Regions from separate parts of the Pan troglodytes genome. Here region 2 is linked to region 1. A link is a contact called in public HiChIP or PLAC-seq data. All regions are on one chromosome and are shown on one strand. Each heading gives the region's core, a stretch centred on a gene start, on an enhancer-like site or on the middle of the called end of the contact. The rest is flanking DNA. Distances are from core to core; before and after follow the strand shown.

Region 1 (6,568 bases), core at 1,137-3,636:
CCAGCAAGTTACACTGCACCTCTCCCATGGTGGAGCAAGCCAGGCCTTCTGCCACCCCAGCTGGAGGCTCAGTGTCTACCTGTCCTAACCAGGCTCCAAGCTTGGCAGCAAGACGCCCAGTGCTCACCTAGGGAGCCGCGGAGTGGCTTGCAAGCAAAGGTGAAGGGCTGTCTTGAAAGAAAAAGTGCATTTCCAGACCTTGAACTTGCAACCCTTTGGCTCAGAGTCCCCAGGTGCCCATTGTGATGCAAAACCACCCAGACCCTCTGGGTACAGGCCTCCTTCTCTGGCCAGGAGACAGCAGTAACAAGACAGAGCTCTCCCATCAGGATCCCAAATAGGTGACAGCTCGTCCTTAAAGGCACACTTACAGAAAATCTCCTGTGCTGACATCGAGGGGGGAAAAACAAAAGGTCAAACTTCAAAAGAACCAACAGAACTATTTCCTAAAGCAAAATCCCAAGATCCGGCTTGAGGATGCTTGAGAGGAACTGTTTTAGTAAATTTCAAATCAAAAGAGAGGCTTCTTTCCAAGATATTTGCTCTTCTCTCCCTTTATCAAAATGTACTCATCTTTTAATCTAGCAACTTAGCAATAAAAAAAAAAAAAATGTCTGTTCAAATAAGTTGCCATCAGGAATCAAGTGGCAGATGGCAGCTCAGGAAGCAGGTCGGAGCTGAAGACCAGCCACTGGCCAGTGTGGGGACCCGTCTGGTCATTCACAAAGCCTTGGAAGGTCTTGCTGAGACCTGGGACAGTCCGGGGCAGAGCAGGGGATGCCAGGCCTCCAGGGCACCTGGATCAGGGTCATTCCTGCAAAGCTGTCCTCGCTCCATTTTGCCAACATCCCAGAACGGTCCAAGCCTAAACCTTATCTAGCCCAAGCACACTTATCGATTCACGCCCGACCAATATCCCACACCCAACACAATCGGCTCCATGATTAACCTTTGAAGCCCACAGCAAGATCGGCCACTGAGGGAAGGGATGCTAATAATAACATCTGACAATGTTCACTAGATGTGTTATACAGTATTCACCTCTGGGAGCAGAATCGGCTCATAAATCAAGGGTCGCTAGAAAACACTTGGCGTCCCAGTCCCCTTCCGATTTCTCAAAATCAGGACACGCACTAGATCCTCCCTCCCTTCGCCTCACTCCCCCCGCAGCTTCATCCCTGAGTGGGGGCGGCTCAAGCAGCGGGCTAACAACTACTGGCCTTTTCGTCCCCAACGCGGGAGCGCAGTGCATCCCAGTGGACAAACTCGAGAACCGCACGCTGCTCTCCGCCTCCACCTCTGTCCTCCCCGCTCGCGGTTCCAACCCGGGACCCAAATGCACGAGCTCGGTGAATGCCCCGGCAGGAGGGCGAGGGCTCAGAGGCAGCCTGCCCAGCAAAAACGACAGCTGTGCTCTGGTGGGCCCTGGGCCACCCCAGGCAGAAGCCAGAGAAGCCCAAGAACCCCGGCGGGCTGGCAAAGTTTGCCGAGAAGGGTCTTCTGGACACCCCCACCACGGGCTCTAGGCTCGAACCCCCTGTTCCATCTGGCCCTGGAGTCCCAGACACAGACAAGCCCCGGGCGCGCCGGCGGGCGTATGTGCGTGTGTGCTTACAGCGGGGTGGCCGCCGGAGCTCCCCAAGAACCCCAGCTCTCCCGCCCCAGCTGCCCGCCAGCTGTGGGCGCCCGTCGGGCCCGGAGGTCACCCGCAAACAGCTGGGTCGGCAGCTGGGAGCCTGGGAGGCCCCTGCTCAGCCCCGGGGCCCCGAGAAAGGAGAAGGGGGAGCGGAGTGGCTGTTTGGCTCTGGTTTCCTCCAACTCCGCCTGCGAAGCTCTCGCTGGGAGCCCGGAGCTTTAGCTTTCCCTGGCAGCCCCGGCCCCCGCGCCCGCCGCGCCCAGCGGCCGGCGCCTCGCCCCGGGCCCCGGGGAGGAGGCGCGCCGGGGCAGCCGGCCAGGACACTGCGCTGCTGGCTCCTAGAGCTGCGGGCGCGCCTGGCCGGCCCCACTGCCCGGGTTGCTGGGGCGGGCGCCGCTGCCCCGACCCCGGACGCGCGGAGCCCTGGAGACCCGGCCGCTCCCCGCCAGGGCCGCGGTGCTCCAGGCTCCGGGCGGGCGCCCCTTTCCGGCTCCCGGTGCACCCCGTTGCCCGCTTGCGGGAAGCGAAGAGGGGTCCCTTGATTTGCAACATAGAGGAAAGCGCCGCTTCCGCCCAGCCTGGCACCCACGCGCCCACACGCACCCGGCGCCGGCCGGGTCGCTCACCTGAGTCCTAAAAGCTGTTGAATCCACATGGTCACGTTTCGGGGAGCGGGGCCTCAGACCTGGCTCGCCCAGGCCATCTGCGCGGCGCCCGCGCCCGCTCGCTTCCGTCCCGCGGCGCCGGTCTCCGGCTCTCGGTCCGCCGCCTCCCGCCGCCCGCCGGCCGCGGGGCGCACAGCGAGTCAGAGCGCGGCCGCGCGGGGCTCCATGCCGGCCGGCGCGCCGCCGCCGTTGGGGCGCATGGCTCAGGCTGGGCGGCCCGCGGGGGCGCACATCCTCCGGCCGGGGCGCGGGGCTCGCGGCCCCCTCCGCCGGCGGCACAGCGAAGGCGGCAGCGAGGCGGGGCGTGTTCCGGCGCTGTCGCGGCGCAGCAAAGGGCTGGGGAGCCGCGGCTTCGCCCTCCGGGGCTGCGAGGAGGGAGGCCGGCGGCGCTGCCGCTCACGGTGCGTGTCTCCCGGCGCGCGGCTCTTGCCTCCAGCCGGAGCTCCGCGCCGATGGGGCGGCGCTGCTTAGGGTTTGGGACGACGCGACGCGGACGGACGCGGGTCCTCTCCGCGCTGCCGGGTCGGGGGGCTCTGCCAGAGGCTCCGCCGCCGATCGGCGCCACTCAAGTTGCCCGGGGGCTCCGTCTGAGCGCTCGCTCTGCAGACGGCCGCGGCCCGGAGACTGGCAGGAGGCGGGCACGAGAGGCGCGCGGGGCGAGGGCGCCGTGGAGCGCGGGGCGTGGGGACGCGCGGCGGCGGCGCCGCGCGGAGGAGGCGCGCGGGGATCCCGGGGCCCCGCCGCCCGCGCCCACCGCGCCCGCCGCAGAGCCGCCCGCGCTGCTCAGCCGCCTCCCTCCTCGCGTCTGCCTCTCCGCGCGCTCGCCCCCGCCTCCCGGAGCCGGTCCCAACTCCGCCCGCCCGGCCCGGCTCACGTCACCCGCCTTCCCCGCCCCTCGAACGGGAGCTCGAGCCCCTGGCCTGGCCCCGGCTCCTGCTCGCCGCCCCACCTTGCGGGGGCCGGGGTCGCCGCGGGTGGTGGGGGGCGCTGTGCCCAGCAGGGGCGACAGCGTAGGCGGGGCCTCCTGCAGCCCCCTTCCCCATCCCCGGTCGCGTCCCGGTCCCCACCTTGCGAAAGGCTCGAGAGAGGCCGCAGGCTAGGATTGGACCGCCGGGCGCCGCCGGATGGTGTTGCCAGGGTAACCGGATGGCATGCGAAGCCGTTCGAGGTTCCGACCCGGTTACGGGGGCGCCCAGTGGACCCGGAGAGCTACTTTGGGGAGGGGGCGGCCCCGAAGAAGGACTGGGTGGGGGCGCATGGAGCGGGGGCTGCGCGAAAAGTTTCCTGGGGCGGAGCTGAGCCACGCGGGTCGCGCAGGAGCGTCTGTCCGAGGGTCGCCTACGAGGGACTCCTCTGCTCGGCTGCGCGGGCTTCTGCGTTGATGAAGTCACCGCGTTCCGGGTCGGAGCTTCGGCGCTTCTGCCCCGAACCCAGCGAAGCCCGGTCCTATGCCCCCGATTACCCAACGGTCCCTCATCGCCCAGCGCAGCTGCTGCCTGGCCAGGCCCTTGCTCCGGAGGTGTCGCTGGAAAGTTCCAGGGAATCTGGGCCTCCCAGACTCTCCACCGGCGTTTCACTGCTCCCTTCCCATGCCAGGACTCCTCTGTGCCTACCTGGTTAGTCTGTATTTGCAAAAAACAAACAAAAACAACAACAAAAAACAAATGGGGGGGCACTTAAAGGAGGACAGACGCTGGGCGGGGACCTTTCACTGAGAGAAGTGACATGGGGCGGAATCCTCTGCAGACCCGCTGACGCCTTGAGAAACCACGGCAAAACCCTGCTTTTAATCCTCCACAGGCTGAGGGCAGTGCAGAATCCGGGCCTTGGAAAGGACACTGGTGCCACCCTTCACTGGGGAAAGGTGCAAGGGGCGGGGGATATACCATGCCGAGTCTTCGCTCTGTGCTCTGTGCAGGTGCTTGACCCAGGCCAGCTCTGGAATCGCCCCAGGCCATGCGAGAGCCGTGGGGGGTGAGGGGGGCGGGAAGCACTTCACAGGTGAGGCCTCCCTGGGAGGGGCAGCCAGTGAGGGGGTGGAAGGGCAGAGCCAGGAGGACCATGGCTTGGGGCTCAGTGTCCCAGGAGGACCATGGCTTGGGACTTAGTCTCCCAGGCGAACCATAGCTTGGGGCTTAAGTCCCCCAAGCAGCCCTTTCACCCCCAGGCCTCCAGGATCTTTGCCAACGGTCTTGAGGAGCCAGGCACAGGATTGGACTCTGCCCAGGCAGGAGGATGAAGACAGTGACTTCCCCCACCAAGACTCCCGGCAGAGGGCCAGAGGCAGGGAAGTGTGGTGGCAGGAGGGCCAGTCTTGCCGTGGCTGGACCAGGGGCCAGCGCTTGCTAACTAGGGGTCCTGGCCGAGTTGTGTGGCCTCTCCGACCCTCGGTCTCCTCATCTGTAAGATGGGTCCCACAGCCCCTCCCCGGGGAGGTGTTTGCAGGGCTCCATGAGAAGGCCTCACACACACTGTGGCTATGGTGATCTGTGAGCCGGTCAGAGGACCCGAGAGGCAGCAGGGTGACTCAGCAGTTTCCCTGCCGGGCCGCCCCTGGGTCATCGTCCCCTAGAGCCTCTCCCTGAGGGGTGTGAGGGAGCGGATCCCATTAAGAGGCGAAGGAGGCAGGGAGGTCCTGGAACCAGCGGGGCCTATGGCGGCCGGCGGGGAAGGAGGCGCAGGCAGTGCTGCCACCTAGCGGTATGAGGAGGCGGTGCTGCACCAGGGAGGCCCTTCCTGCAACCGGAGTGGGCCTGGAAGAGGCCGGCTTCGCAGCCTAGGAGCCAGCAGGGCAGGGAGGGGCTCCGGACCGGACCGTGTCGGCTCCAGGAACCCCTTGGGCAGCCTTGTGGACACCTGCTGACCTCTCTCAGAATGGCTTCTAAGTGCATAGATGAAAAAGCCCAGGATTATTAGGAAACCAATTCTATGCAAATGCATTATCAGAAGAGTAATAAAAACAAATTTCTGATATAGCCGTATATATTTTTTATTAATACACTTAGTAAGCAATTGACAGATCCTAAATTACGTTCCTTTTGAAGTCCAGATATGCAGCAATAATATCCTGAGGTAACTGCAGCCATGGCAATGTAATATGGAAATGCCAGTGCTTTCTATGTTTGACGGTCACAGGCACTGAGCTCTGCCACCGACATTGATAATGAAAGGAAATGCCAAGTCTCAGTTAGGGTTAAATAAAGATGCCAGTTTTCCCCCATCCGAGTTGAAAGACCGTTTGAATTCTATCCAAGTGCCCTGGGAATCTCTGGACAAAGAAAATAGTAGAAGGAAGTGTTTTCTGACAACCGAGATGGGAACAAGCCCTGCAGAAGTCTCCAGGCGAAGTCAGAGCCTTAAGACTACAGCTGCTGCCCCTGGTGAGTGAGGGCCTCTTCAGTCTATGGGGACGGAGGATGCCCTCTGCCCTCACCCAGGCTTAAAATTAGGATTTGGGACCAGGGTACACTGATTTCCTTTTTCTCTAGGGTAACTCAGGTCTGCCTCTCTCCAAAAAGAGCAATCCACCTATTATTATTATTACTATTATTATTATTATTATTATTGAGATGGAGTCTCACTCTGTCACCTGGGCTGGAGTGCAATGGCATGATCTCAGCTCACTGCAACGTCTGCCTCCCAGGTTCAAGCAATTCTCCCGTCTCAGCCTCCCGAGTACCTGGGATTACAGGTGTGCACCATCACGCCCGGCTAATTTTTGTATTTTTAATAGAGACAAGGTTTCACCATGTTGGTCAGGCTGGTCTCGAACTCCTGACCTCAGATTATCCACCCACCTTGGCCTCCCAAAGTGCTGGGATTGTAGGCCTGAACCACCGCGCCCAGCTTATTATTATTATTTCGATGACAAAATCATTGTCTTTTTTTTTAACAGACTGTAAAACGACAAAACCTTAACTTGTATTTCAGCATTTCTAGAACTGGTTTTCTATACATTGATGGCTCTCATATTTCTAACTGGTTCATTTTTCTTCCCTTGGGGATTGGGAAGCTATGTGTGTGTCACTCCCACCCAACACACACACACACGCGCGTGCGCGCACACACACACACACGCCTCCCAGCTTCGGCGATACAAAAGGGAACTGTTCAGATGTTCACGCTGTGGAAAGTTCTTCCGGTCACCCTGCTAATTCTGGCCCTTTCTTCCCGCTGGGGGAAGTCCACAGCCTGGAACCCTGGGGAACCCCTGCTGTCTCCTCACCTAGTCCCCTCCCCTATTTTCCCAACAAAGGAGCCAGCAGGC
Region 2 (6,568 bases), core at 1,021-3,520, 760 kb after region 1:
ACCCTGAGCGGGCCATGAAGCCACAATGCAATGCAGTTCACTTTTCAACCTTTGTAGTTTAAGTGGAAAACCTAATGCTTCTGACAAAACTGCCTGATTTAAATGTTCTCACTTGAAAAAAAATAATAATGATTTAAAAAGGAAATAAGACTCCCATTTATTTGCAAAGCACAGTACGGGCTGCTGGGTGTGCCCTGTGCCCAAGCACCTGGGAGCCAGCCCTAGACTGCGCAGCCACCTGCGGGCGGAGAGGGGAGGGGCCAGGTGTCCTCGGCCTCTGATGTGGTTTCCACCCTGCGCCCTTTTCTGAAGACACACATCCTAGAGCCCAGAGAACTTGAGGGCTGGAGGGTTTAAGGCAAGGCTGGATTTCATTTCTATGTTGAAATTCTTAAGAACAGAACAGTGTGCCGGGCGCGGTGGCTCACGCCTGTAATCCCAGCATTTTGGGAGGTCGCGGCAGGTGGACCACGAGGTCAGGAGATCGAGACCATCCAGGCTAACACGGTGAAACCCCGCCTCTACTAAAAATACAAAAAAATTAGCCGGGTGTGGTGGCGGGAGCCTGTAGTCCCAGCTACTCGGCAGGCTGAGGCAGGAGAATGGCGTGAACCCGGGAGGCAGAGCTTGCAGTGAGCCGAGATTGCGTCACTGCACTCCAGCCTGGGCGACATAGCGAGACTCCCGTCAAAAAAAAAAAAAAAAAGAAAACAAAAGAACAGTGGGCCTGGCACGGTGGCTCACGCCTGTAATCCCAGTACTTTGGGAGGCCAAGGTGGGCGGATTATTTGAGGTCAGGAGTTCGAGACCAGCCTGACCAACATGATGAAACCCCATCTCTACTAAAAATACAAAAATTAGCCAGGTGTGGTGGCGCCTGCCTGTAATCCCAGCTACTCAGGAGGCTGAGGCAGGAGAATCGCTTGAGCCCATGAGGCAGAGGTTGCAGTGAGCTGAGATCGCGCCACTGCACTCCAGCCTGGGTGACAGAGCGAGACTCCGTCTCAAAAAACAAACAAACAAACAAAAAAACCCACAACAGAACAGTGGTCCTCAGCTTTACAAACACCTCCCTCAGCGGCAGCCAAAGAGGACACATCACAGCAGCCCAGGCCTGCTAGGGGCGTGTTTGCTGGAGGAGGCGTGGCCGCCGTGTGTCCATCCAGACCTGATAGGGCGTGGCCATTGGAGGAGGCGTGGCCGCTGCGGGTCCGCCCAGGCCTGCTAGGGGCGTGGCCATTGGAAAAGGCGTGGCCGCTGCGAGTCCACTTTGGCCGCGGAGAGTAACGGGACGGCGGAGGGGTCATTTCCCGCCGTGCACGTAACGGGGGGCGAAAACCGGCCCCCAGCCCGACGCCGGACCCTGGGCTTCTGGGCCCACCGACGGCCTCCACTAAGGCCCCCTCCCGCCCGCAACGTGGGGGGACAGCTGAGGCCACTTCCCGGGCGGGCCACCCCAACCCAAAGCGGCATGTCGCGGGGCAGCACAGCCTGCGACAAGCGCGCAAAGCTCCCCAGCGGGGCCGCAGCAAGGGCAGGCCTGGGAGTCCCTCGCGCTGCTCAAGGCCGCTAACCGGCACTCAGAAACCAGCGCTCTGCGGCACTGGAGAAAGCACTTCCCGCCCTCCTGCAGGCTGTTAGCCAGGGGATGCAAGGGGAGGGGCCCCTCACGGACGCCCCGCCCGCCCCTCTCAAACATGGCGGCCACAGGCGCACCAAGGGAAGAGCCCCTCACAAACATGGCCGTCCGCCCCTCTCATACATGGCGCCAAAGAGGCTTCAAGGGAAGCACCCCTCACGAACATGGTTGCCTGCCCCTCTCAAACATAGCGGCCACAGGTGCACCAAGAGAAGCGCCCCTTACAAACATGGCCGCCTGCCCCTCTCAAACATGGTGGCCAAAGAGGCTTCAAGGGAAGCACCCCTCAAGAACATGGTTGCTCGCCCCGCTCAAACATGGCGGCCACAGGTGCACCAAGGGAAGCGCCGTTCACGAACATGGCCGTCTGCCCCTTTCAAATATGGCGAACACAGAAGCTACCAAAAAAGCACCCCCCGCAAACATAATCTCTCAGGCCTGCCACGGGCGTGGGAAACATAGCGGCTACAGGGGTGCCAAGGGACGCGCCCTCATGAACATGGCCAGCCACAGGCCGACTGCCTGCTCCAGTGTCCCACCACTGGCCCAAGGCCTGTGACCTTCGACCGCCGCTTACGAAAGAGCCAACACTGTGTGGTCACATGACGAGGGTGCTGCACTGTGATTGGCTGTGCTGACGTCGGACGCCGCCGCGGCGCGCTCTGCAGACTCCGGGTCGCCGCTCCGCCGGGACGCGTTGGCCGGGGCGCGCGGTGCTTGGCTGCGGTGCTCACACTCATGAGGAGCCGGAAGGTGAGGGCTGGGTCCCGGCAGCAGCTGCGCCGGGCAGGGCGGGGACTCTGGGCCACCTGCTGTCTGGAGAACCGGGGCGGGGTCACGGGGTGCCTGTGGCCTAGGAGCGGCCTCCGCTTGGGCCTCGCCCCCGGCAGGAGTTGGGGGCTCCAGGCCACGCTCCCGGGAGAAGGAGGGCTCCGAGGTCACGCCCCTGTGAAAAGGGGGCTCCGGGCCACGCCCCCGGGAGAAGGGGAGCTCCCAGGCCACGCCCCCGGGAGAAGGGGCGTTCCCAGGCCATGCCCCCGGGAGAATGGGGGCTCCGGGCCACGCCCTCGGGAGAAGTGGAGCTCACAGGTCACGTCCCCGGGAGAAGGGGGCTCCCAGGTTACCCACTCCCGCAGAAGGGGGGCTCTGGGCCACACCCCCGGGAGAAGGGGAGCTCCCAGGCCATGCCCCCGGGAGAAGGGGGGCTCCGGTCCACGCCCTCGGGAGAAGTAGAGCTCACAGTTCACGTCCTGGGCAACAGGGGGCTCCCAGGTCACGCCCCCTTGAAGAGAGGTTTCAGGCTGCTTTCCTAGGAAGGTGGGGCACCCTCTCCAGAACTGGTTTCAATTCCTGGTAGTGCTGGATGCTGCAGAGCTGAGTTTGTGCCCCTCAACTGCTGCCACTCCAATGGAGGTCACACAGCAAGTGACCTCAGCTTGGCCCCATCTACTTAATGTGCTAAAAGTGGGGTGATGAGGGATCCACCAAGAGGGTGGTGAGGATTGAAGGGGGGTGCCAGTGTCTGGCAAGGGGCAAGTGCTCATTGCGTGGGTGTAACATTTAAGGCGAAGGACCCTTTTCACAGTGGACCCGGCGCGGGTCCAGGTCCACTTGGGAGGCTCTGAGCTGCATGGAGGCTCTCCTGGTTTGTTCAAATGGGAGTGGCCACTTGTGAATTCCAACTCCTTTTACTATTTTTATCTTTGAACCAAAACTTGTCTCCTGTAGGCACATATACTTGGATCTTTTTTAAAATCCAGTCTGGTAGTTTCTGCCTTTTGATTGAATTGTTTAGCCCATGCACATTTAATATTATTGATACACTGTAGTTAGGTTTACATTTGCCGTTTTACTTTTTCTTTTCTTTATACAAGTCTGTCTTTTTCTTCCCGTTCCTTCTTTAAGTGGATTAAAGTGAATATTTCCTAATGTAGCATTTTAATTTAATGATTTTTTTTCACAACTTTTTCGGGTTTTTTCCAGTGCTTGCTCTATGTTTTACCGTATACATCTTAATCTTCATATTCTCCATATACATCTTAAGCTTCAGATTTGTACTAGGTTAATTCCAAGTGATACAGAAATGTTACTCTTATATGGTTATTTTTGTGGTATTTTGTTATATGTATTACATCTGATAATGTTACAAACTCAACAGTACTGTGTTATTATTATTACTTGCTGTCTGTGGTCATTTCCTTAGCCAGTAGGGGTTTGCTTTCACCCACTTTCTTTGTTTTGTTATTGGCAAATATAGTACATGTCTGTATATATTATACACATATTATTGTATACAATTGCTTTTTAAATTAAGAGAAGGAGGTAGAGGAATAGGCATTTAAACTATATAAGAACATAATTACCTTTACTGGTGCTGTTTGTGTGTGTGTGTGGTTTTGAATTACTGTCTGGGGTCACTTGCTTTCAGCCTGATGAACTTCTTTTAGTGTTTCTCGTAAAGTGAGTTTGTTGTTGTTGTTGTTGTTTTTGCTTTGAGACCAGAGTCTCACTCTGTTGCCCAGGCTGGAGTGCAGAGGTGTGATCTCGGCCCACTGCAACCTCTGCCTCCCGGGTTCAAGTGATTCTCGCCTCAGCCTCTGGAATGGCTGGGATTACAGGAGCCTGCCACTACGCCCGGCTAATTTTTGTGTTTTTACTGGAGACAGGTTTTCACCATGTTGGCCAGGCTGGTCTAAAACTCCTGACCTCAGGTGATCACTGCCTCAGCCTCCCAAAGTGGTGGGATTACAGGCATGAGCCACCATGCCCAGCCCATTTTTGAAGTATAGCTTTGCTGGATATAGGATTCTTGGTTGACAGGTTTGTTTGAGCATGTTGAATATGTTTGAATATTCTCCATTGTTTCAGTCAGTTCATTTATTGAGGTTCCCTTCTAAGTGGCTTTCTTCTTGGGGCTTTCAAGATTTTGTTCTCTTTCAAGATTTTGCCTTTGATCTTTGTATTTTTACAGTGATGTGTCTGTGGATCTCTTTGCATGTATCCTATTTGGAGTTCTGTTCATTAAGATTCCTGGATATGGGGCCAGGCGCAGTGGCTCACGCCTGTAATCCCAGCACTTTGGGAGGCTGAGGCAGGCGGATCACGAGGTCGGGAGATTGATACCATCCTGGCTAACACAGTGAAACCCTATCTCTACTAAAAATACAAAAAATTAGCTGGGCGTGGTGGCGGGCGCCTGTAGTCCCAGCTACTTGGGAGGCTGAGGTGGGAGAATGGCATGAACCTGGGAGGCGGAGCTTGCAGTGAGCCAAGATTGTGCCACTGTACTCCAGCCTGGGCGACAGAGTGAGACTCCATCTCAAAAAAAAAAAAGATTCCTGGATATGTAGGTTAATGTTTTTCTGTAAATTTGAGAAGTTCTCAGCCATTATTTCTTCAAATATTTTTTCTGCTCCTTTCTCTCTGCATTCCTGGTGGTTCTTATTTTGTGTATGTTAGTGTACTTGATGTCCAGCATTTCTCTGCAGCTTGCTTTATTTTTCTTCGTTCTTTTTTTCTCTGTGTTCTTCAGCATGCATAATCTATCGATCTGTCTTCAAGTTTGCTTATCCTGCCAGTTCAGTTCTACTATTAAGCCCTTCTAGTGAATTTTGTTATTTCAGGTTTTGTACTTTTCTACTCCAGAATTTCCATTTGGTTTTTAAGTAATTTCTCTTTATTGATAGTCTCTTTGATGCAGCATTATCTTATGTTTCTTCTTTATTCATGATCTTGATATTGTTTATCATGGCTACCTTGGTCCTTTATATATGTATAAATCCAACATCTGGTCACTCTCACAGACAGCTTCTGTGGCCTGCTTTTATTCCAGTGTATGAGCCTACTTTTCTTTTTCTTTGAGTGCTTCATAATTTTTTGTTGGGATTATGCCTTCATAATTTTTTTGACATTTAGATAATACATTTTAGCAATTCTGGGTACTGTCCCCAACCCTGGGGCTTGTCATTGTTAATATGCTTATTTGTTTAGCAACTGGGTAGATTGTTTTGATAAAGTATATTTCCCCTGCCACAGTGTTCAGCCTGTGATGTTGCTGGTGGGGGGTGGCTCCCAGCCACTCTGGATGACAGTGGTTTTAGTGAGGTCCTTTTCCTCTTTCCCTGACCACATCCAGCTGTTGAACTTCGCTAATGCCAGGTTATTATGCTGTTCTCAGCAACAGCCTGGGCATAAGTTGCTCTACAAACTAATCCAATCAAATTGTGGCTTCTTCGAAGGGATACTTTCTAAGGTCAGTGTTTGGTTAGTTTGTTCGGTGTCCAAGAGGCCTCCTCCCAGCTGTGTTAGTCTCTGGCTCTCTCCTGCGAACTGGTTGGCCTACAGTTTGGCCTATTGCTTGATTCTCCACTGCCTCCACCCCCTTCATCACAGCCTCCACGGTACTTGAACAGCTCCCTTAGGCCGGAACTTCTCCACATTCCATGGCAGGGAATTTGGTGCCTTTGGGCAGATGTAAGAGCTGTCTGTTTAGTTGCCTGCCTCTCATCCCAGGCAGAGCCTCTGAGCCAGGGCCTGCAGCTGAGGACAGTAATGGGCTCCTCTCTGAATGGGGGCTGGGGGAGCTAGCAGCAGCCTGAGATCCTCCAAATGTGTCTTCCCCAGCCTGGAACCACCTCGTATCTAGGACAGGGTTGATGGGGCCCCAGTCTTCTTGGTTCACTGGGCGGAGCCTCTTGCAGAGGCTCAAACCCTACTTGTAGAATGGAGCCAAGGTGAAGCCTTCATTCTACAAATAGGGTCTGAGCAGAAAGGAGGGCCCCTCTTCTCAATCCTACTCACTCAGGACCTGGTCTCAGTCACAGGTGGGATGAGAGCAGAAAGGGAAGCACTGCTGTCCTGCCTCTCCTGGGAAGACACCCCGCTGCCTGGGAGCTAGGGAGGTGGCCCTGTGTTCTTGGCTGCAGCAGG

What was found. HiChIP or PLAC-seq counts read pairs in DNA pulled down with a chosen protein or histone mark.
Region 2: a contact with region 1 is called in an H3K4me3 HiChIP or PLAC-seq map of stem cell-derived excitatory neurons, with 12 times the contacts expected there. The contact joins the promoter of C1H1orf174 here to the promoter of AJAP1 in region 1. A contact is called at or near these places in 1 of 1 datasets of contacts at active chromatin or transcription factors (stem cell-derived excitatory neurons) and 1 of 1 other capture datasets (stem cell-derived neural stem cells).

Annotation. Positions count from the first base shown.
Region 1 is chr1:227,410,877-227,417,444 of NHGRI_mPanTro3-v2.0_pri, forward strand. AJAP1 (adherens junctions associated protein 1) reads right to left here and starts at 2,387. Exons shown (of 6, transcript XM_003307782.6): 1 at 2,263-2,387. The coding sequence starts at 2,291. LOC134807838 (a long non-coding RNA gene) reads left to right here and starts at 3,202. Exons shown (of 3, transcript XR_010149215.1): 1 at 3,202-3,917; 2 at 4,102-4,219; 3 at 4,469-5,277.
Region 2 is chr1:228,175,041-228,181,608 of NHGRI_mPanTro3-v2.0_pri, forward strand. It overlaps C1H1orf174 (chromosome 1 C1orf174 homolog), which reads left to right and starts at 2,271. Exons shown (of 4, transcript NM_001251898.3): 1 at 2,271-2,392. The coding sequence starts at 2,378.